4 separate regions of the Mus musculus genome follow, and all the other regions are linked to region 1. A link is a contact called in public promoter capture Hi-C data. All regions are on one chromosome and are shown on one strand. Each heading gives the region's core, a stretch centred on a gene start, on an enhancer-like site or on the middle of the called end of the contact. The rest is flanking DNA. Distances are from core to core; before and after follow the strand shown. Region 1 holds the start of Rnf10 (ring finger protein 10). Region 2 holds the start of Fam222a (family with sequence similarity 222, member A). Region 3 holds the start of Ube3b (ubiquitin protein ligase E3B). Region 4 holds the start of Gltp (glycolipid transfer protein).

What was found. Promoter capture Hi-C pulls out the DNA fragments that hold promoters and counts their contacts.
Region 2: a promoter capture Hi-C map of pre-B cells shows a contact between it and region 1, with 4 times the contacts expected there. The contact joins the promoter of Fam222a here to the promoter of Rnf10 in region 1. A contact is called at or near these places in 4 of 39 promoter capture datasets (the HPC-7 cell line, liver and pre-B cells) and 2 of 115 datasets of contacts at active chromatin or transcription factors (bone marrow-derived macrophages and pancreatic cancer cells).
Region 3: a promoter capture Hi-C map of liver shows a contact between it and region 1, with 4 times the contacts expected there. The contact joins the promoter of Ube3b here to the promoter of Rnf10 in region 1. A contact is called at or near these places in 5 of 39 promoter capture datasets (the 3T3-L1 cell line, erythroid cells, liver and 1 more), 1 of 115 datasets of contacts at active chromatin or transcription factors (epiblast stem cells) and 1 of 9 other capture datasets (liver).
Region 4: a contact with region 1 is called in a promoter capture Hi-C map of pre-B cells, with 4 times the contacts expected there. The contact joins the promoter of Gltp here to the promoter of Rnf10 in region 1. A contact is called at or near these places in 6 of 39 promoter capture datasets (the 3T3-L1 cell line, embryonic stem cells, liver and 2 more), 5 of 115 datasets of contacts at active chromatin or transcription factors (bone marrow-derived macrophages, embryonic stem cells, large pre-B cells and 1 more) and 1 of 9 other capture datasets (macrophages).

What each region holds. Positions count from the first base shown.
Region 1 is chr5:115,269,724-115,275,432 of GRCm38.p6, reverse strand. Rnf10 (ring finger protein 10) reads left to right here and starts at 2,538. Exons shown (of 17, transcript NM_016698.2): 1 at 2,538-3,176. The coding sequence starts at 3,020.
Region 2 is chr5:114,566,951-114,572,915 of GRCm38.p6, reverse strand. It overlaps Fam222a (family with sequence similarity 222, member A), which reads right to left and starts at 4,665. Exons shown (of 3, transcript NM_001004180.1): 1 at 4,492-4,665.
Region 3 is chr5:114,376,400-114,382,394 of GRCm38.p6, reverse strand. Ube3b (ubiquitin protein ligase E3B) reads right to left here and starts at 1,775. Exons shown (of 28, transcript NM_054093.3): 1 at 1,420-1,775. Kctd10 (potassium channel tetramerisation domain containing 10) reads left to right here and starts at 1,890. Exons shown (of 7, transcript NM_026145.4): 1 at 1,890-1,969. The coding sequence starts at 1,967.
Region 4 is chr5:114,688,472-114,694,839 of GRCm38.p6, reverse strand. It overlaps Gltp (glycolipid transfer protein), which reads left to right and starts at 3,905. Exons shown (of 5, transcript NM_019821.2): 1 at 3,905-4,081. The coding sequence starts at 3,979.

The DNA of each region.
Region 1 (5,709 bases), core at 1,289-3,788:
TTGTCCCATAGGAAGAAGCCTTGCCTCTGGATAGAGAGGAGACAGACATGGCTCATAGGAAAATAGCAGATGCCTGGCAGTGATGGCACAGGCCTTAATCCCAGCACTTGGGAGGCAGAGGCAAGCAGATTTCTGAGTTTGAGGCCAGCCAGGTCTACAGAGTGAGTTCCAGGCCAGCCAGGGCTACACAAAGAAACCCTAGGTCGAAAACCCAAAAAAAAAAAAAAAAAAAAAAAAAGTAAAAATAAAAAAGAAAAAGAAAAGAAAAAGAAAATAGCAGTTTATAAAGGTAAAAGGGAAAACCCCATGTTAGGATGAGGCCTTTAACTTTAAGTGGGCGTGGGCATGTTAATTAGCTGAGCCAAAGGAGGCTTCTGATTTCTTCACTTCAATACTTTGATAGCTGGACCTTGGTAGTCAGCCTCAGGAGCAGGATGTGGCCAAATAAGGAAACAGACCTTGGGGGCTAGCTTTAGGAAGATAATTTCATGGTTTTTAGAAAGGCAGAAGGAATAGGGAGAGAAGGCAGGGCTTGCCAGAGCCATGCTCACCACACTCAGGCTAGCCAGAGTCCTTTCAGGTGAGATAGCTCAGCAATTAAGAACACTAGCTACTCTTCCAGAGGACCTGGGTTTGATTCCCAGAGCCTATATGGTGCTTTAATTCCAGTGCTGGGGTATACAATCCTCTCTTCTGGTATCTAGAGACACATGGCACAGACATACTAGCTGGTAAAACATGTGTAAACACAAAAATAAAATAACAACCAAAAAACTGAAAAATTATAGTTCCTTTTTAAAAATGGATTTATTTATTTTATATATGTGAGTACACTGTAGCTATCTTCAGACACACCAGAAGAGGGCAGTGGATCACCTTACAGATGGTTGTGAGCCACCATGTTTGTGATTTGGAATTGAGTTTAGGACCTCTGGAAAAGCATTCAGTGCTCTTAACCTCCGAGCCATCTCTCTAGCAAACCCCTCCCCCCCAAGTTATAGTTCTATGGATCTCCATGTCATTTTAAACTGATTCCTTCCATACTAAATAATATCTCATATACTATATGATAATAAGGAACCAAATAAGAGTCTGACTCCTGCTTTTTTCATTTTTCTTTCTTTCTTTTTTTCTTTTCTTTTCTTTCTTTTTTGCCCTGCCTCTGCCTCCCAAGTGCTGGGATTAAAGGTGTGCGCCACCACTGCCTGGCTTGGCCCGCACATTCTTGTTCCTTTCCCATTTATGATACTGAGGATCAAATCAGAACTTTGCCCATGCAAGGGCCCTGTGACTACACTACACTGTCTGCTTTTATTCTTTTTCTCTCTTATAAGGAACATGGTCTCACTATGTAGCACATGCTAGCCTTACACTCTGCACTTCCTGTCTCTGTTTATTTATTTATTTTTTTGAGACAAGGTTTTTCTGTGTAGCCCCAGCTGACCTGAAACTTGCTCTGTAGACCAGGCTGGCCTTGAACTCAGAGATCCACCTGCATCTGCCTCCTGAGTGCTGAGATTAAAGATGTGCACCACTGGCATCCGTCTTCTGTCTCTGCTTCTTGAGTATTAGTGATACAGGCATGAGCCACTCTAGTTCTCCTACATACACGATTGCTAAAATTCCACTCATCGGCTAGATGAGGTAGTAGCTTAGAGGTAGAAAACTAGATTGTGAGCATGGAGCTCTGGATTTGATCCCTAACAGCCCCCCCCCCCCAAATTCCATTCGTCCTGTGTGTGTCACATGACACAGCATTTCTAAGAAGTCCTCTTTTATCCCTCTCAAGCTGGGATGCTTTTCTATTGAAACGTGTTTGATTAGCATCTCCTTACTTAACTGTACTATGTTGTTTCTCTTTGTTGGTGTTTCGAATGTTGCTTCTTACCGATCTTTATATATGAATGTGGCATGCATACGTGTATGAAAAATCTTACACGTATGCACAGGTGTACATGGAGTTCTGAGGCTGCCATTGAGTGTTTTCCTCCAAGACTCTCCACATTCTTCACAGAATGGCTAGGTAGACTCACCATTTGAGCTAGTCTGGCTAGCCAGTTTGTTCTGGGAATTTCCAGATCTCTTGTCTCCGGTGCACCGGAATTGCAGGTGGGCCATCACACTCCACTTGGTTTTCTAAAAAATTTTGTGTATGGGTGTTTTGTCTATATGAGTATGTCTGTATACCACGTGTTTGCTTGGTATTGTAGGAGGCCAGACACCCACACATCTTTTTTTTAAAAAAAGAAAAAAATCCAAGCACTGGCGAGGAATATCTGTGAATTGGAAGCCAGACTGTTGCACACAAAGAGTTCAGGTCCCGTTAGGACTACAAAATGAAACATTGTCTCAAAAAGAAGGAACCCGCTAGGGAGGCGGGAAGGAAAAGAAACCTCGAACAGGGAAGAGAGAAAAAAAGCATTGGCAGGCACAAGCGGTCCCTCCCCTAGGACCCGGATGTAGGTAAAAGACTACACTTCCCAGAATGCACCACGCCCGCCTGGCAACTATATAAATAGTCCATCCGGGTTCTTGGAGATGCTGTTTGGCGACTCGTCGCCATTCCCGGAGCAGCTCGGCCTCGGCCCAGAGGCGAGTGTCGGTCGCTGTGTCGGAGACCCCGGTCCCCGGCACCGAGACAGCCAGCCCTCTCTCCTGCCCCGCGGCGGGAGAGCGTGTCCGGCCGGCCGGCGGGGCTCGCGACCCTCCCGCGCCTCCCTTTCCCCCGCAGCCTCTGCCCCGCCAGGCCCGGCCCGGACCTCCGAGCCCCGGCCTCCTCCTCCTCCTCCTCCTCGTCCTCGTCCTCCTCTTCGGTCACCGCCGCCTCTGGGCCCCACAACCCCACCTTGCCGCTTCTCCTTCCATTTTGAGAAGCTGAGGAAGGAAACAAGGAAAAATGTCGCCATGAAGGCCGAGAACCGCTGCCGCCGCCGACCCCCGCCGGCCCTGAACGCCATGAGCCTGGGTCCCCGCCGCGCCCGCTCCGCTCCGACCGCCGTCGCCGCCGAGGCCCCCTTTGATGCCGCAGAGCTCCCCCAGCGCCGCCGCCACCGCCTCCGACATGGACAAGAACAGCGGCTCCAACAGCTCCTCCGCCTCCTCGGGCAGCAGCAAAGGGCAACAGCCGCCCCGCTCCGCCTCGGCGGGGCCGGCCGGCGAGTCTAAACCCAAGAGTGGTAAGAGCCGGCGGGTCTGCCGGGTCACTTGGGGGAGGAGGGACAAACGACCCACCTTCCGCTTGCACTGACATCCAGTATTTACGGTTAAGCCGATCTGCGCTGCGTGGTTAATTTGGGCCCTTGCATTCATATTCAAAACAGCTGGCTGAAGTAGGCGCTATTCTTAGCCCCATTTTGCAGATGAGGGATCTGAGATTTTGGAAAGGGTTAAGGTCATCCAGGTGGCAAGCACCTCACAGAAGGCCTCAAGACCTGGCTTTGTGTGACTCACCGTCGGTCCAGGCTCTAAAACAATTGACTTTGTTTTCTCTTCTAGTGTCGGATTAGCTTTGGGTGGCATTCAAGTTTGAATAAGAGAGGGTGAGGCCCGAGGATTTTCAGACTTAAATCTGGCACCGGGTCTGCTCCTCTGTTTAAGAGGACTCATGTTGGGATGGCGTTGCTCGGCGTGATAGTAAAGCATGCAGACCCTGCATTCAGTTCATTTAGGTTCAGTCCTTGAGTTTGCTAATACACACTATTAAGTAAATGGGCTAAGCGCTTAGAGTACTTGACAACTTTTTGCCTAAATATTATGCCTGTTTGTGTGCGGTAGGTTATATGGGCTTGGCTTTCATGGTGTGTGTGTGTGTGTGTGTGTGTGTGTGTGTGAGAGAGAGAGTGATGTGTGTAGTCAGGCTTCTTAGTATTACTATAACATAATAATAATGATATTATTATAATAATATAATAATACTACTTACTGATTATGCACAAAGCACACGGGTAGGCTTTTAGGTGTGATAGCACTACTCTAATCGTTTAACCTGTCTAGCCAGGAGTTATTCCACCGCAGAGAATAAACTAGGCTGTGGATTAGGAGATGGCAGAATCCCGAGTCCAGCATTCTCCATCTTGTGTCAGAGCTGTGTACAAATCTCTTTTAAACTTTTACCATGTTGGCAGTATTTTTGAGATAGTAATTTTTTTTTCAATCAGTCTTTTGGTTTTTCGAGACAAGTTTCTCTTTGCATCCTTGCCTGTCCTGAAACTCACTCTATAGACCAGGCTGGCCTTGAACTCAGAGATCCACCTGCCTCTGCTTCTCAAGCACCTCCAAAATCTCAGACACAGCCAAGTTTCAGATTGTGGTTTAATTACAATGTTTCTCCTTCTCTTTCCTCCCTCCAAAGCTTCCTGTGTAACCTTCCGCTAATCTCCTTCATGTCCTTCTTTCACACATCTGTATGCATGTGCATATACATGTCAGCAAGCATGTGTATGAGTTCTATGCATATCCACCAGTGAACCTGAGCGTGGGGAGGAGCCTAGGAACCTGAACCCTACACAAAGAACTCCAGGAGACTTAGTAACACTGGGAGTGGGAGAGGGGGTCTCCTGGAAGAGCACACCCCGTAGTTTTCCAGTGCCAAACATCACTGGATGTATTTAGTGCAAAGATGTATGTGCAAGTAACTTTGTTTGGATTCCGCAGTGTGTTTTTGTGAGAGAGAGCATGTGTGACAGATGGGGAGCTTTGAGCTGACAGTCTAAGATTCAAAGAGCTGGACGGTATGGGTCAGTGGTAGAGACCTTGCCTAGAATATGCAAGGCCCTGGGTTTGATCCTTAGCATCCCCCCACCCCCCTCAAATTAAAGAGCAAAAAAAAAAAAAAAAAGCACTAAAATTATAAGGCTTACTGACTGAGAGTTTATCTGTAGGGTATGACAAACTCCATTACCAGGTCTACCTGAGGATGTGTAGAAGTTGCCTGTGTAACTTGGGTAGGGACCAGTTTTCGCTGTGATGTACCAGTGCTTTACTGTCTAAGCAGGTGTTAGTGTAACTCGCCTCTGAACCGTATAAACTGATTCTGGAGTTTTGCACATGTGTAGTTTTATTGTAAATCTTGGCTGTTGTTGGAGAGAGGTCTGAGGGTTTCTCAGAGTAATGGATGACTTCAGCCTTGCTTGTAGAGGTAATGCTAAGCTTTGGTTCTCCAAGAGTTCTCAACTTAAATTTTTTAGGGCCCTCCCTAAGTCAATAAAACATTCTTGCATGAGTCAGCTGCAATAAATGCTTTATTTATTGTTCAGTGAGCAGTAGGCCAAAGCTTGTGACATATCAGACAGCATAAGAGAGGGTAGTAGAGTTCAGTGAGGTAGGATGGCTTAGCAGTTAGAGTAGGTGTTCCACCTTTCCATGCCCTCTGAGAGGAAGGAAGAAAGACCTGACTTCACGCCCTTCCACCTGTACATCCTGCACCCACAGGATGGTGATACATTTAAAAGGTTAAGCAAGAGAACTGATGTGATGAAGGCTTTTTACCACATTCCTGACTGACCTTTTCTTTAATCTATTTTTCCCTACATGTGTTATTTTGGGTAGGTGGTCAGGCTTGGTGGCAGGCCCCTTGACCAGCTGGAACTATAGACAGGCAAGGCACCATCTTCGGGCCTGGCATTGATCCTCAGAAACACATCAGAACCCTAGTAAAACAATCACAGAACTATGAATGAAGCAGGGGCTAGAGAGTTAGCTCAGTGGGTA
Region 2 (5,965 bases), core at 3,416-5,915, 700 kb after region 1:
CTGCCAATAAACCAATCGGGAAACTGAGGCCCACGAGGGTAACCAATCTGTCAGGAAACACACATACCCAATGAGGATAGAAACCAGGGTTCTCCCCCAAACAGGCCTAAGGACCCCCGCGGGCGGTCCCCTGCTGACCTCTCCAGACCCCAGGCCTTGAATGAAGCCTCTCTTCCCTTGAGCCACACAGAGGGAGGGAGCCCGCTAGAGAGCATCCTCTAATGTCCCTATTAGCTTCTCTCTCCTTTACTCACGACCCTCCTCCTCTCCAAGTGCTCCTTTCCTGACCATACCAGGGGCCCTTTCTCCCTCTGCCTGAGACTCCCTCCTGCATGCTGGGCCGGGCAGATTCTTGGTCCCTCCCGAGGCCCTCCCTGAACAACTACAGTCTTCCACTCTTGGGGTTCCCTCCAGCCAGTTTCTGTCCAATCCAGGGTTCCCACTGCCTGCAGATTTGCTCTGAGGGTATCACAATCTTCAAGGCCAGCACCCCATTGTCAAGGCCGAGGTGAAGGGTTTACCCAAGGGCACAAGAGATAGGGCAGAAGAATTTTAACCCAGTTATACTCTTCCCACTACCCGTGTCCCCCACCCCCAACCCTGACTATGGGGATCCACTGCCCTCCCCCTTCCACTCCCAGGCTGTGTGACCACGGGGCATAAACATATCCTGTGCCCCCCCCCAAGTGAAACAAGTTAGAGGGATTGAGTTATCTATTGGTCATCTGGCTCCTTCTGAGGCCTCTATTTCCCCATCTCTGAAATGGCACTAAGTCCACCACGGGTGAATAGGGGCGCCCCACCAGCCACAGTCTAGGTTTGCCTTTTGTCTGAGGCTGGCAGCAGGCACTCAGCTGTTTCTCAACTAAGCAATCAGTGGTCCAGGTGGAAGGAATGCCCACACACCCCCGACAGCCTCCATCCCTTCGCAGAATCCCCCTCCCCACCCCCAGCCCGGGCAGACTAAAATAGTCATTAGGCAGATTTCAAAAGATGTCAGTAGCTTATAATTATAGTCGACATCCTTCTGAGATAAAAGTGATTACCTTGGATGCAAATCGCTTAGCAACCAATCAGGGCGGCGGGCGGCGCCCGCGGAGGTGACCGGCCGGCAGCGCAGCCCTCCTCCCTCAGCCGCACCGCACCGGCGGCGAGAAAGCGCACAATAGCTCTTGACACGCAAATGGGTTAACACAATAAAGGCGGCTCCGGCCGGTGCTGGGGGAGAGCAGCAATTCCCGGCCCGCGGGAGGTAATAAAGCGGCCCTTTTGTGCGCGCCTTCTCGTTCTCGCCCCCGCCCAGCCCCAAGGAATCGCTGCCTGATTGAATTACGGTTCATGAATACGAGCTGCTTGCCTGCTTTCTCTGACTGGGAGGGTTGGCAAAGCAAGAGTGGGCAGGAGGGAGGTTGGGGAGGACGCCCTGGTCAGGCCCGGCCCCTGGTACTCAGATGGGAGCCACGTGTGCTCCCCCTGTAGGCTCACCACGTGGGAGCCCCCTTGCAGAGGCGCTGGAAGGCTGGGGACCCTACCCTAGCCTAGAAACCCGGTCTTCAGCATTGGGCTCTGAGACACTGGGAGAGCTGAGGATTATGCTAATAGCAGGTAGAAACTACATTTATGGAACACTTACTGTAGGCTCTGGCCTGTGCTAAGCCCTCACAGAATCCTCACCACGCCCCTGCTTGTAGCTCCTTCTGACAGATAAGGAAACCGAGGCTCAGACTCAAAGCCAAGCAATGCGATCACACAGCAGTCGGTCCCAGACCCAACCATTCCAGTCTCGGCAATAAGCCTGCCCCCACCCCCACCCCCGGGGAAGGGGAGCTTCAAGTTTCTCACCAAAGGCATCAAGCTGGACAGGGCCTATACCTGGTTTAGAGCAACTGGTCGGGGCACTGGTTAAGTGCCAGTGATGGGAGCATTGGGAGGGGGCGGGGCTTAGGAATATGCTGCAGGAATGGTTCATACACCTGCCCTGTCACATGAGACTCCAGGACACAGAACAAACACCTCAGTGCCACCCTGCCCCATTCAACCCTCAGACAGCTCTGAACTACTCATCCGGTGTGTTGCTCTTCTATCCGCCCCGCCCCACCCCCCCACCCCCACCTGCCCCTAGGTCAGGATCGCCACCCATTAAAGTTCTGTTACCATCTATAAACCTGTCTTCCACCAGGAGAGCCTGCCAGGGGCTCTGAGTAGCCCAGGGCCATCTCACATGAAGAAGGCTGGCTTTTTCACTATCTCTGGCAGGTGGGTTTCATGCTATATAACCCCCCCCCCCCCAGGGCTACAGATAGGAGCCTAGCAGGTATAAGGGAACAGGCTGGACTCACAAGGCCTGGCAGAAGTTACCACTGTGTTCAGTTCACCCAGGAAACCGTCCTAGGACAGGGGTGCCTCCCCTATGCCCAAGTCCTGGAGATTCTGAATGGGGTGGGGGGAGCACCGAGGCCAACCCACTGGAGCTGCCTGGCTGCGCATCATCACTTCTTTGACTTGAGCCTTGGGTTTCTCATCCACAAAATGGGTCACAGCACAATCCACTCCTGAGAAGCAGCTGAGATGCCGCAAAATGCCTGGCGCTCTGGAAGACGCCGGGTAAGCTGGCAACTCCCCACACACACCGCTCCCCCCCCCCCCCCCGTCTGGCGCTCACTGCCAAGCCCAGGGAGCAGAGGGAAAGGAACAGAAGGAGTTGCCCAACTCTGACAGCCTTTCCCTCTGCCTTGGCTGAGGGACTGTAAATACTCCACAGAGGGCCTCCAACCGCGTGTTTGTGTGTGTGTGTGTGTGTGTGTGTGTGTGTGTGTGTGTGTATCTCTGGCGCACACTCCAAGTTTGTTTCTAAGCTGGGAAGTGTTGAGAGAGGCCGGGCAAACAGCCCTGTGCCCACAGCCTCCCCTCTCCACTCCACCCCCAATCTGCTGTTGTGCCGCTGGCTGTCCTTGGAAGCTTGCGTGTAAAGAAACCCTTCAGCTGGAAACAGGATCACCCCACCAAACCTCCAAAGTGGCCTCCCCCCCCCACCCCGGTATTTATTGACCTGTTAATGGAAGAGCCTGGGAGGAGGCTGTAAAAATGGTCTGTAGAGAAACCCTGTCTCACCTGTCGTCCCCGCCCCCCCCCCCCATGGGAGCAACAATGCCAGCGTCTTCAATCTTTCCCCTAGAAACTTGACTGTGGCTATTTTACCCCCTATCTGGCCCTGGCAGTGATTGCTGGGATGGGCAAATGAGAGTAAGCAGGCTGTGGCTTGGGAGCTCTCTGGGCTCCATACTGTACAGGGCTGCTGCCAGAGTTCGGTGGGGAGAGGAGGGCTCTCAGCATCTCCACCTATCCCCCCTGGCCTGGTATTTGCTTAATGAGCATCTATTACACTGCTTGTCAAAGTCATCTTAAATGACAGAAGGGGAACAGCTAAGGCAGGAGTCCCAGCTGGACCATGGCCCCTTACCTTGAAGAGCAGGGGAGTTCCCTGAACTTACACAGACAGACAGACAGACAGACAGACAGACACACACACACACACCAGGAAGGTCCTGGCTCCCCTCTCTCTCTGGCTCAGGCAGGACATTCACCTTTTCAAGAGAAGCCTGTTTGAAGGCTGAAGCCCACATTTTTCTGGGGACCCTGGGAACTCCAGTTGCTGGCTGGGTACATGGTAGGGTTCATGGGGACCTCCTTTTAAGCATCCTGCTTAAAAGTAAGAGGTTGCTCTGTTTGGGAGTCTGGGAGACTCCAGACACTGCAGGAGACATAGGCAGAGTTCTGAACACCTGTCCTCAGGGGCAGGGACAGCTGGCACTGCCTGCCTCCCTCCCCCACCTCGAGTGGGGATTTAGGTCATAAGATTGCGGCCGGGGAGGACAGGGAGTTGGCCTTCACCTTCTACTACACCAAGGCATTCGGCCTTGGCCATTCTGGCTCCACTCAAAGCCAGCTGTGTTGTCACAATTCTGGTGACATCAAAGGTCGGGCAGTGATGTCACATGCAGCCCATTGGAACATGCTGTCTTTGTGAGTTATTTGTAACAATAGACACACAAATGTCTTGCCTGGAAAGACACCATCCTCAGACATGAAGTTTTGGGACTCCCTGTCTCTGAGCTCTGTCTCTTTAAGATCCCAAAGGTGGTTTTGTAGACCCCCTCCATGCTGGCCAACCCTGGCTGCCCCCAATCAATCTTTACAAAAGTACAAGATTCCCTAAGAATCTCCAGAGGACAGGGCCACCACCTTTGTTAGCTTCATGGGTGGGGTGCCTTTCCTCTGACAAATACCGATGTCAGTAGAATACCCACGAGGGTCCACAATCTCCACTCCAGCCAGTCCAAATAAGTTGTGTGGGCAGGACAAGGGTGGACAAGTAGCATTGCTGTCTCTGGGCACCCAACAACCTAGGGCCCTTTTAGGGCCAGTCCAGGTTGCCAGGTTGCGAGGAGCTGTCCCCAGCTCAAACCCAAAATTCTGCACCCCGCAACTCACCGTATCAGGCAGTCGGACGAAGGGCACCAAATCTCAGAGGCCACGACGCTCCGATCTGCGGGTTGCGGCCATGCAGGGGTGATAAAGATTGCTGGAGAAAGGCCCCCTTAGGGGGCCGATGTCTTTCTTCGTATGGAAAGGGGAGCCGTCGGTGAGGGCGATCCCTGCGTCCGGAAGCGCCGTCCGAAGTCGGAAAAAGGTTTTTTTTTCCCCCCTCTCAGTACCCGTCGCGTCCGCCTGGGACCCCGGCCGCTCGCGCGCTCAGGCGGCGCATCCTCGCAGGAGACTGTGCTCCATACGTCCGGCGGGAGGCGCTGCGCCTCCCTTCGGGGCCCGGCTCACCGCTGCAGCTCTGCCCGCGCCTCTCCCAGGGCGCCCTCTCCGTCCGCGCTGGGAGGCCGGCGGCCGCGGCCCCTCTCGCCAGCCCCAGCTGCAGCCTGTCTTTGTTGCTTCCTCTCGCTTGCCCTCCCGCCCTCGGCTTGCAGCTCCCGGCTTTGCTCAGAGGTGGAGAGTCCGTCTCCTCGGAGGGTTGCACGCACCTGCAGCGGCCCGGGCTCCTCGCCCGGCGTGCACCGGCCCCCGCAGGTTGCAGAGAGCAGCGCCGAGAATGAGCCGGCCCCTCCTCCTCCTGCTCCGAGCTCCGGGTGTGGGGGGAGGGGAAGCCGGCGAGCAGCGGCAGTGGCAGCCGCAGCGAGCGGCAGAGACTGGGATGTAGCCTCGCGGGCCTTGGCGCTGAGGACCAGCAGATCCAGCAGGCGCAGGGCAGACTCGGGGATGGAGAGCCGTGCACCCGGTATGGTGCTCGAGCGCCGCAGCAGCGGTCGGCGCACAGGTCTCTCCCGTGCCCGTGGCCCGGGACGGTTCGCGGGGCTCCCGGAGCCGCAACCTCGCGCTGCCCAGCACCCTCGCCTAGCCTCGGGCCCGGCTCTTCGCCCGGCCTGGCCGGCGCGCGCAGCCTCTTCGCAGAGCTGCCGGCCCGGCAATGCTGCCCGCTGCTCCGCTCCGGCACGACTGACAGGCGCGGGCGCCCGCTCCTGCCGCTGCGTCTCACCCCCGGTCCGCCCCCCGCGTTACGGCCCAATCAGCTGCAGCCGAGAGGCGGTTACCACGGTGACGCGGCGCCGCGTCCTCCGCGAGGCGGGGCTGGGGGCCGCCACGCGCGCTTTTCGCGGCAAAATTCAAAGGCCGGCAGGGCGGCTCTCCAACCTTTTTCCCCAAGCGGGGATGAGGCGGGTCCTGCTCCTAGAGGACTACAACTCCCGGCTTGCTGCGAGCCTAAAACAGGCGAAGGAGTCCCGATTGGAAGGGCAAGGCATGCTGGTTGTTGTAGTCCCTTTGTCGAAGACCTAAAGGGTTGAAAGCAGGTAATCCTATTCACTGAGTACCTGTTTGAGGGTAGGTACTATGCATTATTCCGTTTACTCTTGGAACAGGCCCTATGAGGAGTGTGTTAAAGATAGTAAAAATAGGTTGG
Region 3 (5,995 bases), core at 526-3,025, 890 kb after region 1:
GCACTGTCCCATGAGCACTCTGGGTCCCAGGTTCCTGGGATAATAACAATATTCAATTTTAGGGTTGTTAAGGATTGCATGGAACACTTGCCATTCTTAACCCTAATCTAGTCACTATAGTATTGAGATGAGGAATGGGAAAATATTGATAGCTGGCACTTGGAAACGCTCATCACACCTAAGGAAGCCTTACTGCACTGTCCTTACAAAGCTGAGAACCTGGTTTAGGGAAGTAAGAGTGCTCTAGGTAGAGAAATCAGAAAGCAATCAGTCGGTAAGGAGGGACGCAGTTCGCCTAAGTGTCTCATCCAATAAGAGCAGCAACATGATGAGACAATCAAATCTCGCCTCCCTTGGTCTGGGTTATACATTTAGTAAGCCGCAGAGCCAAGCTTTCAACGCTAACAGACAAGACTCTGCATTACTTCTACGTCCCCAGGCAACTTGCTTACAACCAACCTATTTGGTTGAGACTAACTTCAAGAAGCACAACATGTCGCACAGGAGTCCAGACTGTGAAGTAAAAATAAACACAAGTTGCTGAGCGACTTTCTTTTATGGTAGAAGTCGCTAGTTTCCCAGGCCTAAGGGCCACCATCTAAGTGTAGACCATGTAACAGACATTGTAGATCTATTTAACTAGGCCTCCCTTTGGAAGCCTATCCTGTGAGGCTACAACACCCCAATTTTAAAAGCCTAAGATAAGACAACAGCTCTTAAAGAAACCATTAATAAGCCAAACTATTGCTCTTAGACAGCTACAGCCTATCCAGATGGGGAAACGAAATGCAGAGGGCACATAACTCGCCAGTGTCCTCACCCACCGTCCCTGACTTTGAATTCCCAAAGGAATTACTTATCGGCAAGTCAAAAAGGCAAGGTTCAGGAATCACACACACAGAAAGGCACCACAAAGAGAAGTTGAGAATGCCAGGCACCCTGTGAGGCTAGCTAGGCTTAAGTCAAAATACGATCCAGTTTTTCCAGCTTTTGATCAAGAGCCGTCAGGAACCACACTAAAACGTATTCTAAAATAATCTCCGTAAAACAATCTAATTACTCTATTTACAGAGGAGGAAACTGAGGGTCAGAGATGGGACTAGATTCACCCAAGGTCACACAGCGAGCGACAGCACTGGGCTCGAATTCCACTTGGGGTGATCCGGAGGCCCGACGCCTCTCACAGGCACCGACATCAACAACCACAAGAACAAGTCCGTCTCGCCCACAATCAGTTGGCTGGCAAGGCCAGTCGCCTCGGCACGGAAATCAATGGAAGGGGGACAAGGAGATCCCCGAAGCCCGCAAGCCAGTCCCTCCTCCGACTTCACTCAAACCAAGACTCGGCCCCCCAGATAGCCTCCCTCCGTCCCTGGCCCCGCCGCCCAGAGAAGCGCCCATCCTGTCCCCACTCGCTACCCGCAGTCCGGAGATCTTTATCCGTTCGAGGCCCCGCACTCGGGGTCCGGGCCGCAGCGACCGCCGCCTTAGCCCGATCCCCCCGAGGTCCGCCAGCCCCGGGGCAGCGGCCGAAGCCCGGCCGCCATCTTGCCCCGGGTGTTGTGCTCCGAACACCTCTTGGGAAGCAAGCAATTATTCAGTTCCGGGAAACAACAGTTCCGCACTGCTTCTTTGCCCATGGAGGAGGTGAGGACTCCTTTCCTCTTGTCATCTTCTTTAGCAGACGGAAAGGAGAAACAAACATCCAGAAGTGGGACTAAACGCCTGACTCGGCCAAGGGGAGGCGGGAACGGTTGATAAAAAGAGTTCCCCCCATCTAGGGCTTACGGGGGTGGGGGGTGGGGGGGAACGCTTTAAGAAGAGTCCCTCTGCGGGGCGGAAGTGGGGTGTGGACGGACGCCGGAAGTGCCCGCCCCGGCCCCGCCTCCGCCCCCTGCATTGAGCGAGCTGGGTGTTTCCTGCCTCTCAGTCCGGATTTGGAGACTCCGGCGTCCTCCGACTTTTCATGGTGAGGGCGGTGGCCGCCGTCGGGGAGCTTCGGGGCGGGCGAGGGTGGCGACGAGGCTGAGCGGGAGCGGTGGGGCGCTGAGTAGCGCGTGCGGGCGAGGTCCGGAGCGGGGGAAGGGCTTCAAATGAAAGGAGCCGTGGTCGGGGTGGTGGTGGTGGGGATCTGCGAAGGGGCGGCTGGTCCTGCGGGCGGTGGTGGCGCTGGGCGGCGAGCCTGGAGTGCTGATGGGCGATGGGACGTGGGAGATCGTCGGGACAAAGAGACGGCGGCGGAGGCATCGAGACCGACGCTCGGGGTGGGGAACGAACGAGGGTTCGAGGGCGTGTGGAGAGGGGCGAGCGTGTACCCTTGGAATCGAGCAAAGTCTGGCCTCTGGGAGGCTGTGCCTTGAGTAAGGTGGGGTTCCAGGCAAGAGAGGGAGGGGGCGTCTCTGAACCCACAAGTCTGGAGCGAGATGACTGGTAACAGTAATTCTAAGGAGACATGTCTGAGGTCGGGGTACCCTGACCACAGAGTCTGGCCTCAAGTGGCACCTGGATACCTACCTAATCACTTCCCTTGAGGCCCTAGGTGACCACACCTCGGGAGTCCCAGGATGTCAGCTGTTGCTGTCTGCGTTATGGGATGGTTTCGGTTTACTTGAGATTCTCTAGGGTCTGTCCCTTGAATGGTTCTTTGTCCTTGGGTGGGGATGGGGGGCGGGTGGACTATTAACCCAGGTCTTCTTTGTCTGCCACTCACTCACAAGATCAGTCCCAAACTGAAGACAGATGACTCGGCCTGTGTCTGGCTTTGGTCAAGCTCTATTTGGTATAAAACAAGAGACACACACATTGGTAGAAGGCGGCCAGCAGCACCGGTAGACCACCAACTGGTCCCCTGGGGCTAACCTGGGAACTAGTTAACAACAGGATAGTCTGGGCTCACCGATGTATTTTTACAGTCTCTGTGTGTCACTAAGGATTTGGGCTGTGAAATGGAGGGCGTTTGAAACCAGATTCTAATACCTAGCTTCCCTAGTAAGCAGGATTGACAACATCCTCATTGAGACTGTTTGGAGAAGTTCTCAAAAGCAGGAGAACTGGGGGGGGGGGGGTGACTATCCTAGAAAAAAGTGTGGGGCTTTAGTTTTTGGCCTCCTTTAACTTCGTTTGCTTCACGCAGTAGCCCTGTAGCAGAGACCTCAGGTTAGTTTAGCCTCCTTGCATAATACCCCTTAAGCAACCCGCCCGGAAGAGCTCCCTTCAGATCTCCAAGGCTACTAGATAAACAGATTGTCTAATCCTCCTTTGTATCGGAATCACCTGAAAGAGCCTTTTAATCCCAAATTGCAGGCAGCAGCACTCCTTGCTGGCCTGGGGTCTCCGCCCAGGCAGGCAGGCAGGCAGGCAGGCAGGCAGGCAGGCAGGCAGGCAGGCAGGCAGGCAGGCAGGCAGGCAGGCAGGCAGCAGTGTCTTGGAAGCTCTGGTGACTCTAATATCTCCAGTTGAGAACACCAAGTCTTGAGGAGTTCAGGAGTGGAAGGGAGCCTGAGGGAGGAGGAGGAGGTGGGCCGGGCTTTGACTCTGTTCTTGGGGCAGGGGCAGGGTGAGGGTGGGGGGAGACAGTATTTGGAAGGTTCTGGCTTTAACAGTCTGTTTTACAAAGGAGGAAACTGAGACTTAGGTTCAATAGCTCTTGTGAACCTTGCACAGAAAGTGGCGGCCTGAAACTGCAGTCCAGGTTGGCTCCACCATCGGCTTGTTTCCCTCAGCTTTCAGGAGACAGTCTGCAGGGAGTTAGTATTTTCTAGGTTTTGTTTGTTTTCCCCTGTCTTTTTTGTCTGGCTTTCCAACAAGACAGTCAACAATTCTCTCTTTTGGCCGATTTTGTTGTGGGTTTTTTTTTTTTCAATCGCTGTGAAGTGAGACTTTTATTTTGTTGTGGGTTTTTTTTTTCAATCGCTGTGAAGTGAGACTTTTATTTGTGATGTTTTGGTTTGTTTTTATATGCGGGTCAGGAAATCACTGGGCCAACAGAGTATGAGGTTTGTTAGAGAGCTTCTTCAAGACCACAGAGCTAATTATAGCCGAATGAAGGGGTACAGAACCATTTAGAACAGAGGCTTGTCATGTTGACTGCACATTAGAACCAGCTGGGGAAATTAAAAAAAAAAAGTTCCCTGGGCCACACCCGGAAGGCTGATAACAGAGGAATGTGTGTGTGTAGGACGCAGACATTACTGTCTTTTAAAAGCTCCTCTGGGTTTCCAGTGTATGGCCAGGTGGAGCCACCATTTATTTAGTGGGCAACAGTCCGGAAAGAAACTTAGATTCACCCGTCCCACCAGAACAAACTTGTCACTGACTCACCCTTTCACTGGTACCAAGTTTGCTCTCCTGCACACACAGCCCCCCCCCCCCCCCCCCCAGTTACTCATGAAGTCGGCCTGCAGGAGGACAGTGTCTCTGTGGGGAAGGCAGTGGCAGGCGACTGCTCTGTGACCCCAGGTCACCATCACAGCCCAGGATGTGAGTGGAGCCAGAACCTGCCCTCCAAGGGTCTATCCTGGTGCCAGGCACCAGGCTGCCCAGGGTGTGGGACTCAGGAAAGTCTCCAGGCTTTCATTGCTTCACCTGGTGTCTCAGGCTCCATCCTGATCCTCCATGCCTTCAGTTATTCATAGTTGGAGACAGTCTCCAAAGAGGAGACGACTTAAGACTCAGATAATCACAACAGCAGTGTTTCCTGCTGAGTGTTTGGCCGGCCTGGGCTGTGCTGAGTGCTTTGTGTCCACCCGGCTGCTTGCAACAAGGAGGGAGGGCCAGTGTCTGATAGCTGGGATACATTCGGGGATCTTGCCCACCGTGTCCCTGCGCCAGTGTGTGTGGCCGAGTTGGGGCCTTGAACATGGGTCTGGAAACACCTGAACTACACACTGCTTATCTTTCACCTTTTTTCTTTCAATGAGACGGAACTGTTCTATCTTGACTTCCATGTCATAGCTCTAAATATGCCAAGCATCACAAACAACCCAGGGCCGGGCAGGCCTTGGCCACATGCTTTGCTTGCTTTTCGCTGACCCTCTGTGAGCCATAGAATAGAGATGACCAACGCTGCCTCCACACTGTGGATGCTGTCCCAGAGTGGTAGAGATTAAGTGGTCAGGGGCATGGGCATATATATATATATATATAGAGAGAGAGAGAGAGTGTGTCAGTGCTCTCTGCCCTACTTAGAGTGAGGCTGCGCAGATGCACAAGTTCTTTAAAATCCAGCCATCTGTACACAGAAAGAATGATTTATTATATGCCGAGTGTCTACACAAACGTACACAGCTGTATCTATGTCCTGTATTGTACCAGGTACCATGAAGATGCTAGACTGTACCATAGGTAATACATATGCACATATGTGTATGTCTAGATGTCTTGTGTGTGCGTGTACTTTACAAGTTTGTATCTAAAAAGAACATGGAAAAGTATTTACAGTTTGGGGTGGATATCCTTCCCGCCTCCCCCCCTCCCACCCCCACCCCACCACACACAAACACACCAGTGAGCCTTTCTTTTGCCCCCAGGTCATCAAAGTTTTGGGAAATGCTTTCTTCCTAGAATATCCTGCCACCCGTGGACAGTATCTCTGGAGGATGTGTTTGGTCATGACTGCTAATACAGTGAGTGAATGAGAGAGAGAGTGTGTGTGTGCGTGCGTTTGATATTCTGCTTTCCTCTTTGGCACCATGCCATAGATTCCAGGAGAACTCCAGGTGAGCTTTAGAACACCCCCCCCCCCACACACACACACACACACACTTGTTTGAGGAAACCCTTCCTTGCAGGGACCATTCTTTCTGCTCTGCTCTGCAGGGCTGTGATGCAGGTTCTCCAACTGTGATGTCCCACCACAGGGTTGGGAGGACAGAGAGTAGAGGGGCCAGAAGTACGGGAAACCCTTGAGCGCTATTCATGCCGCCTGCTCACTGTCTGCTGTAATGAGCTGCTTCTGTTTTGTCTCCTACCCGTTAAAAAGATAGATGCTTTGCCA
Region 4 (6,368 bases), core at 2,656-5,155, 580 kb after region 1:
CCCCTTCCTCCTCCTCCTCTTCCTCCTTCTTGAAACAGGGTCACTCTATGTAGCCCTGGCTCTCCTGGAACTCACCATACAGATTTGGCTGGCCTGGAGCTCACAGATCTACCACCTGCCTTTGCCTCCCTAGTGCTGGGTTCACAGGTGTGAGCCACGTCACCCGGGCCCCCTTTCATTCTCGAACAAGTGTCAGTGGTGAGGGAGAGGGTACCTGCTGCTCAATAGAGGAGGCTCGGTGCCTAAGTGGGGCAGAAAGGCTGTCTGCATGGGTAGGGGTGGTCTGGTAGGACAACTGGGGACCATGGGGAAAAAAGGGGTCTCCTCTCAGAACTGCAGGCATTCGAGAGGTATCTTGGGTTTGGGGTTGTAGCAACAAGAAGAACTTGCTCAAATCAACAAGGAAAACAATGGGAACATCTGGGAAGCGGCTGCGTGCCCGTTTGGGAAGAGCAGAGGCAAGACTAAGCCCTTGGACTTCTGCTGGCACTAGATCCACAGAGTCAAAGCCTAGGCTTCCGTTCATACTGACGTCCACAGGGGCAGGAGCTACAGACACTGATGTGTGTTTAGAACTCCTCGGAGAGGATCCAGGAATAGAGACAACTCAGTGGCCATTACCACAGTCCCGACCTGAATTTCCAAATGCCACTGAAGGAACACACCACTGAAGGGACCAGTGCTCTCTGGAGAAATAACCGATTTCAGGACCGGGATAAGCCTGAAATATTCTGGGAAAAAGAGTGAGGAAGTAGTGGGGACATGCTGGACAGACACAGAAGCCAGCTTGAAGGGACTGTCACAGATCACAGCTGGGACAATCAGACCATAGCAGCAGTGGACTGCTACCGTGAAGTCCCAGTTCTGCACAGTGGTGATAGACCCTGAGTATGGGGCATTGGTTACTTTTTAGAAAGGAAAAAAAAACAGCATAATAGTGGATCCAAGTGGAAGGGACCTTATTCGAATGAAGTTAAGATCTGAGCCCTTTACGGTGGCACGTAGCTGTGAGCCCAGCACTCAGAAGGCAGACACAGGCAGATCTCTGTGGGTTTGAGGTCAGCCTGATCTCTACAGGGAGACCATATCACACCAACAACTTCAATATAGGACCACTGAAACCACACATGTGTCATCTGCAGGGTTACAGCGAGGGGACACAGCACGCTGCTGTTGTGTTGTGAGACACAGGACCTGTGATCTGCATGGAAAACGTCAGACAGCCCCTCTTTAGCTTAACTGTCCTTTTCAAAAGTGTTGGTCATGGGATTTCGAGAAAGACTGAGGAATGTTCCAGACTGATGGACCTAAGAGATCAGGCAACCATACTGCATGAAACCAGGACTGGGGTCCTAGACACAAAGGCGAATTGAGGCTGATCAATGCTATTAGTTTCCTGCTGGTGGGCAAACCATGGCTTTCTGGAACATCTTTGTTTGGAGAGAATGAGCATCAGAGTGTTTAGCTGATTTCAGTGGCCCGGTTTTTGTATGGGAGTTGCAATGTTTTCAAGAATTTAAGATCATGGGGTTTTGTTGTTGTTTTGTTTAGTTTTTGTTTGTTTGGTTGTTTGTTTTTTTAAAATGGTTTTAGAAGTTTTAGAAGCTGTGGCAAGATTTGCCTGGAGTTTGAAGCCAGCCTGAGTTATAGAGCCAATTCTAGGCTAGCCTTGGCTATACAGTGATGGGCATTTTCTCTCCCTCAGGGATGCAGGTCTAGGCCACATTAGACCAGGTTAAAAGCAGATAGAGGCAGGTTTAGGAGGCAACTCTCAGTGGGTTCACCCATCTCCCAGGTTAGTGAAGTCACACATCCAGGATAAAGCAAGGGGGTTTTATATCACCTAGATGAGGAGTGATGACCACCAGTTAGGAGCTCTGATGGTGATCATACATGGTCAGAAACTGAGCCCCTGGGCGGGCACTCTTGGGTAGGTTGGTGGAAATGGAGAGATGGAGAGATATTAGCCCTGAGCTTTTTCCAAGCAGGCGTGGGGCATGGGGGGACAGGGTAGAGGGGGAGTTTCATCTGGGTGGGAGGGGTTGGAGGAAGGAGGAAAGATGGGGTTTCTCAGCTTGTGTAGGGGATGTGCAGGGGTTCCAGTGTAACATACAATAATACCCGTCTCAAGAAAAATAGAACTAAACCAGGCTTGATGGCGCAGGCCTTTAACCCCAGCACTTGGGAGGCAGAGGCAGGCAGATTTCTGAGTTTGAGGCCAGCCTGGTCTACAAAGTGAGTTCCAGGACAACCAGGGCTACACAGAGAAACCCTGTCTCAAAAAAACAAAAACAAACAAACAAAAAAAACCCCAAGCAAACAAACAAAAAAGGAGTCAACTCTAGAGCAAGTGCTTTCTGATGAGTAGAGGAACGGGTGGATGGACGAACGGGTGGATGGACAAACGGGTGGATGGACGGGTGGAGGCAGAGAGGGAGGGATGGGGAGATGAAGAAAGGGAAGGATGAATGGATGGGTGAACTTTCAAGACCTGTCTCAGGACACCAAGCTACTATCTAAAAGATCCATCTTTCTTGTGTCGAGTCACATGTGGTTTCTGAGTGTCTCAGCTGGAATGGAGCAGGTTGAGCCATCAGGATTCTCTCTGAAGCCAGAGGCCCCAGTGCAGGCTGTTATCTCTCCATGGAATTAGGGAGTCTTCCCAAAGGTGGGTGGGGTTCTGGCAGAGCTGGGACACTGGGGAGGCTGTTGTAGGAAGATTGCATCTTGGGATGCCCGAGGCGGGGAGTCTGGGTGGGGTGGGAACAAGCTGAAATTGGTGGCTTGGGCACCTATCAGTAGGAGATCTAACGTGACTGGGCATGCAAGAGATAAGGACGGTCGGATCTTTCCCCGCCCGCGACTTCTTGGGGTCATGCCTGTAGTTTGGGTCAATCTTTCTGCCATCTGCCTCCTGAAAGGGTAAATTAAAATCATTTAACAAGATTTAGTATATGCTTTTCTGGCCCCTAGACATCTTCTCACTGCCCTTACTATGAACCACAACTAATTTCCTTCCTTCCTTCCTTCCTTCCTTCCTTCCTTCCTTCCTTCCTTCCTCCCTCCCTCCCTCCCTCCCTCCCTCCCTCCCTCCCTTCTTCCCTCCCTTCCTTCCTTTATTTTTTGGTTTTCGAAACAGGGTTTCTCTGTGTATCCCTGGCTGTCCTGGAACTCACTCTGTAGACCAGGCTGTCCTGGAACTCAGAAATCCACCTGCCTCTGCCTCCCGAGTGCTGGGATTAAAGGCGTGCGCCACCACTGCCCAAATTACTCCCAGCCCCTGCTCGCCCTTCCCGTGCACCGCTCACAGCTCTCCGGCTCCCTCAATTTAAGGCTTTGCTTAAGCGCCATGGTCACTCTATCCTCCGTGACCATCACAGTACGGAGCAGCAGCAGTGCAGAGTAGGATTACTGAATACTCAGTGTGGGCGGAGTACCAGGCTCTCCACTTGGAATTTGGGCTGTTATCTCTCCATGGAATTAGGGAGTGTTCCCTAAACACACTGAGCTCTGTGTTTCAGGACGCAGCAGCTAGGCTGCATTGTGGCTGAGGTGAGCCGGGGTGTAGGCTGTGGGGCGCGAACCTGGCACTTTGGAGGACCCTGGATTGGGAAACAAGGCCCCGTCAGGGTTTGAGCTGTAAACCCGGCCAGAGCATCCCAACCTGGGCGCGGCTCACCAGGTGCAAGACGCCCGCGCTTCCGCTAAGCCCCGCCTCCAGACCAATGGCGCGGCGGCTGCGGGGGCGGCGGGCTTCGATTGGTCGGAAGGGCGCGGCGGTGGGCGCCCATTGGCAGAGCCCCTGAGGGGCGGGGCCGAGTGCTCCATGGCTCCGGCCTGCGGGCGGCGCTCGGCGCTCGCTGCGAGGCGCGGGCGGAAGTGGCGACGCTGGCGTCCCGGGAGGCGGCGGGCGGCGACAGCCCGGGCGCGGACGCCCTCGGCGCGGGCTGGGGCATCACCAAGGGCCTCGACCCCGAAATGGCGCTGCTGGCCGAGCACCTGCTCAAGCCGCTGCCCGCAGACCGGCAGATCGAGACCGGGCCCTTCCTGGAGGCTGTGGCTCACCTGCCGCCCTTCTTTGGTGAGTCCCGGGCTTTGCCAGTCCTCCTCACCTGCCCAGATCCCTCTTCCTCAGATGCACCCGGGCCCTTAACTCCCTGTCATCCATTGCACCCAAACACCGCTTGCTATTGCACCGTGGGCATGCTTCATCAGCCCTCCGGCTGCGCCTAACATCTTCATCCCCGGCTTCATTTTCCGCCCCCTTCAGAATGGTTCTCAATTCTCCCCCACCCTCACTCTGAACGATAAGCCCTACCCCCCACCCCAGCCTCTTCCCATCCCAGACCAAAGAACACCCCCATCCCACCCCACCACCTCCAAGGACTTGAAGATGGAGCTGCAAAACTCAAGGGCCCTTTTTAGAGGAAGTCATGAAAAGGGTTTCCCCCATCTGGGAAAGGGGGCTGGATTGTGGGGGTGATGTCAGCTGCAGGGTGCTTAGCTCGGATCCCCACCCCCTTTCGAAAAGGAAAAAGTCCGGTCTTCCATATGTCAAGTTGAAGCACCTCCCAGGAGCGCTGGAATGAGTCCCCAAGCCACTTTCAGGCGCGTTCTCTCCCCGCCCCTCCTCCAGCCTAAGACCTTGTTGTAAAGTGGAAGGAAAACTAATGCCTCCTGCCCTGCCCTTTGCCTTGCGGTTCACAGAGGGTGCTGCTACCTGAGCCCAGCTTTCTTCTTGGTGGGGACGCTCCCAGCGCCCTACCCTGCTAGCTCACTTGGTGACTTTGCAGGATGACACCAGCTCCCGGGTACAGAGTCCAGTTGAAATACTTGGACAGAGCCTTGAAACCGCCTTAGCCTGAGGAGGTCTGGCACCCACTCAACCCCTGGTGGGGATAGGGCGTGTGTGGCCATGTAGATCTGTGTCTTGGAGTCCCTATCTGTGAAATGGCAGGTTTGGGGGTGGGGACTAAATGAGAGCCTGTGAAGGGTGGGTGTTAGCTGTGGAAAGGAACTTGTGTGAAGTTCTTGAATCTAGTTTCGGGCCCAATGCGCCAGCCTGGAGGAGCATCCCGAGAGCAGGTCTCAGGCTTTCTCAGAGGCTGAGAAAGCTCCAGCACTGCCCAGTGGGTGCTCTGTCAACCCGTGGCATGCCTAAGACCTGCTTTTTTTCGCCTGTATCTCAGCTGTAGATCAGATTGCATCTCCAGAGAGAGGGAGCTGTTGGCGTTAGCTTTGGTTTTTATGACAGCATTATGTTGTTTTTAAAAATATATTTATTTGTGTGTGTTGGCATGGGGGGGGGGACAGACAGGCGGGGGCTGGAGGACCGTTTTCGGAAGTTTGTTCTCTCCTTCCACAATATGGGTTCTGGGAACCAAACTCAGGTCATGGGGCTCCACAGTGACCTGCTGAGTCACCTCCCAGCCCCGACAACACTATGTCTTCTGTGCCCTTGGCTTTCTGAGTAGTTGCTAGTTCGAGCCAGCCTGTCCTGGGTTCGTAATCTGCTGGAGCCAGTGCTTCTCAAGGGATGGCAGTTTTGTTCCTTAGAGGGGGTGGGGGGGCAGTATCTGCTTGTCTGTGGAGATGGTTTTGTTCTTTGTCGTTGAGGGGTGGAGCAGAATGCTACAGAGCACCCTCTGGGTACAATGCCCCTCAATACATAAGCCACAAAAGGGTGCTGCAACCCATCAGCAGCTCCACAGTGGTGGTGGCATGACTTCCCTGTCCCTCACCAACGTGGCATGGCTGCACTTGGGGGCACCCCTAGTGCCTAAATGTCCGGCTGGTTTGGGAAGAGATGGAAGGAGGCAGCTGAAGCTAAGGCAGACGAGTCACCCTCGCTCGCTCCTTGTTTCTGGTCTCAAAGGACCCTTGTCTTCGCTGCCATCCTGGGCTGTGGGGTGTCACAGCTGTGGACAGAGCACCATTTAGACAGACGCTTCAGTGGAGTTGGACTGTGAAGGGTTAACTGGCACAGGTCACCCCATAGCCATGTACTGTTCAGCACAGACGGTCATTCTTGGCGCTCTTACCAAAGAAAACACTCTCAATGTGCTCTTCCTGGGTGGAGCGCTCTCCCGTAGACTCAGGCTCCAGGAGGGTTCGCCACTGTCAGCGCTCAGGTGGGGACTCGGTCTAGATCTTTGGGGTGTCCCCAGTCACTTGGATGAGCTGGGCACAGTGTGTGTGGCCCTGAACTACATCTGGTCTGGAGTGGTGGCCACAAGGAGTCTGAGGTAATTGTGGAAACATGTTCTCAAATCACAGTAAGCCTCAATGATGGCATTTATTGAGCACTTATGAGGGACCAAGGATCTGGTACAGATCAATTCGTTCACTTCATTCTTTCACAGATATTG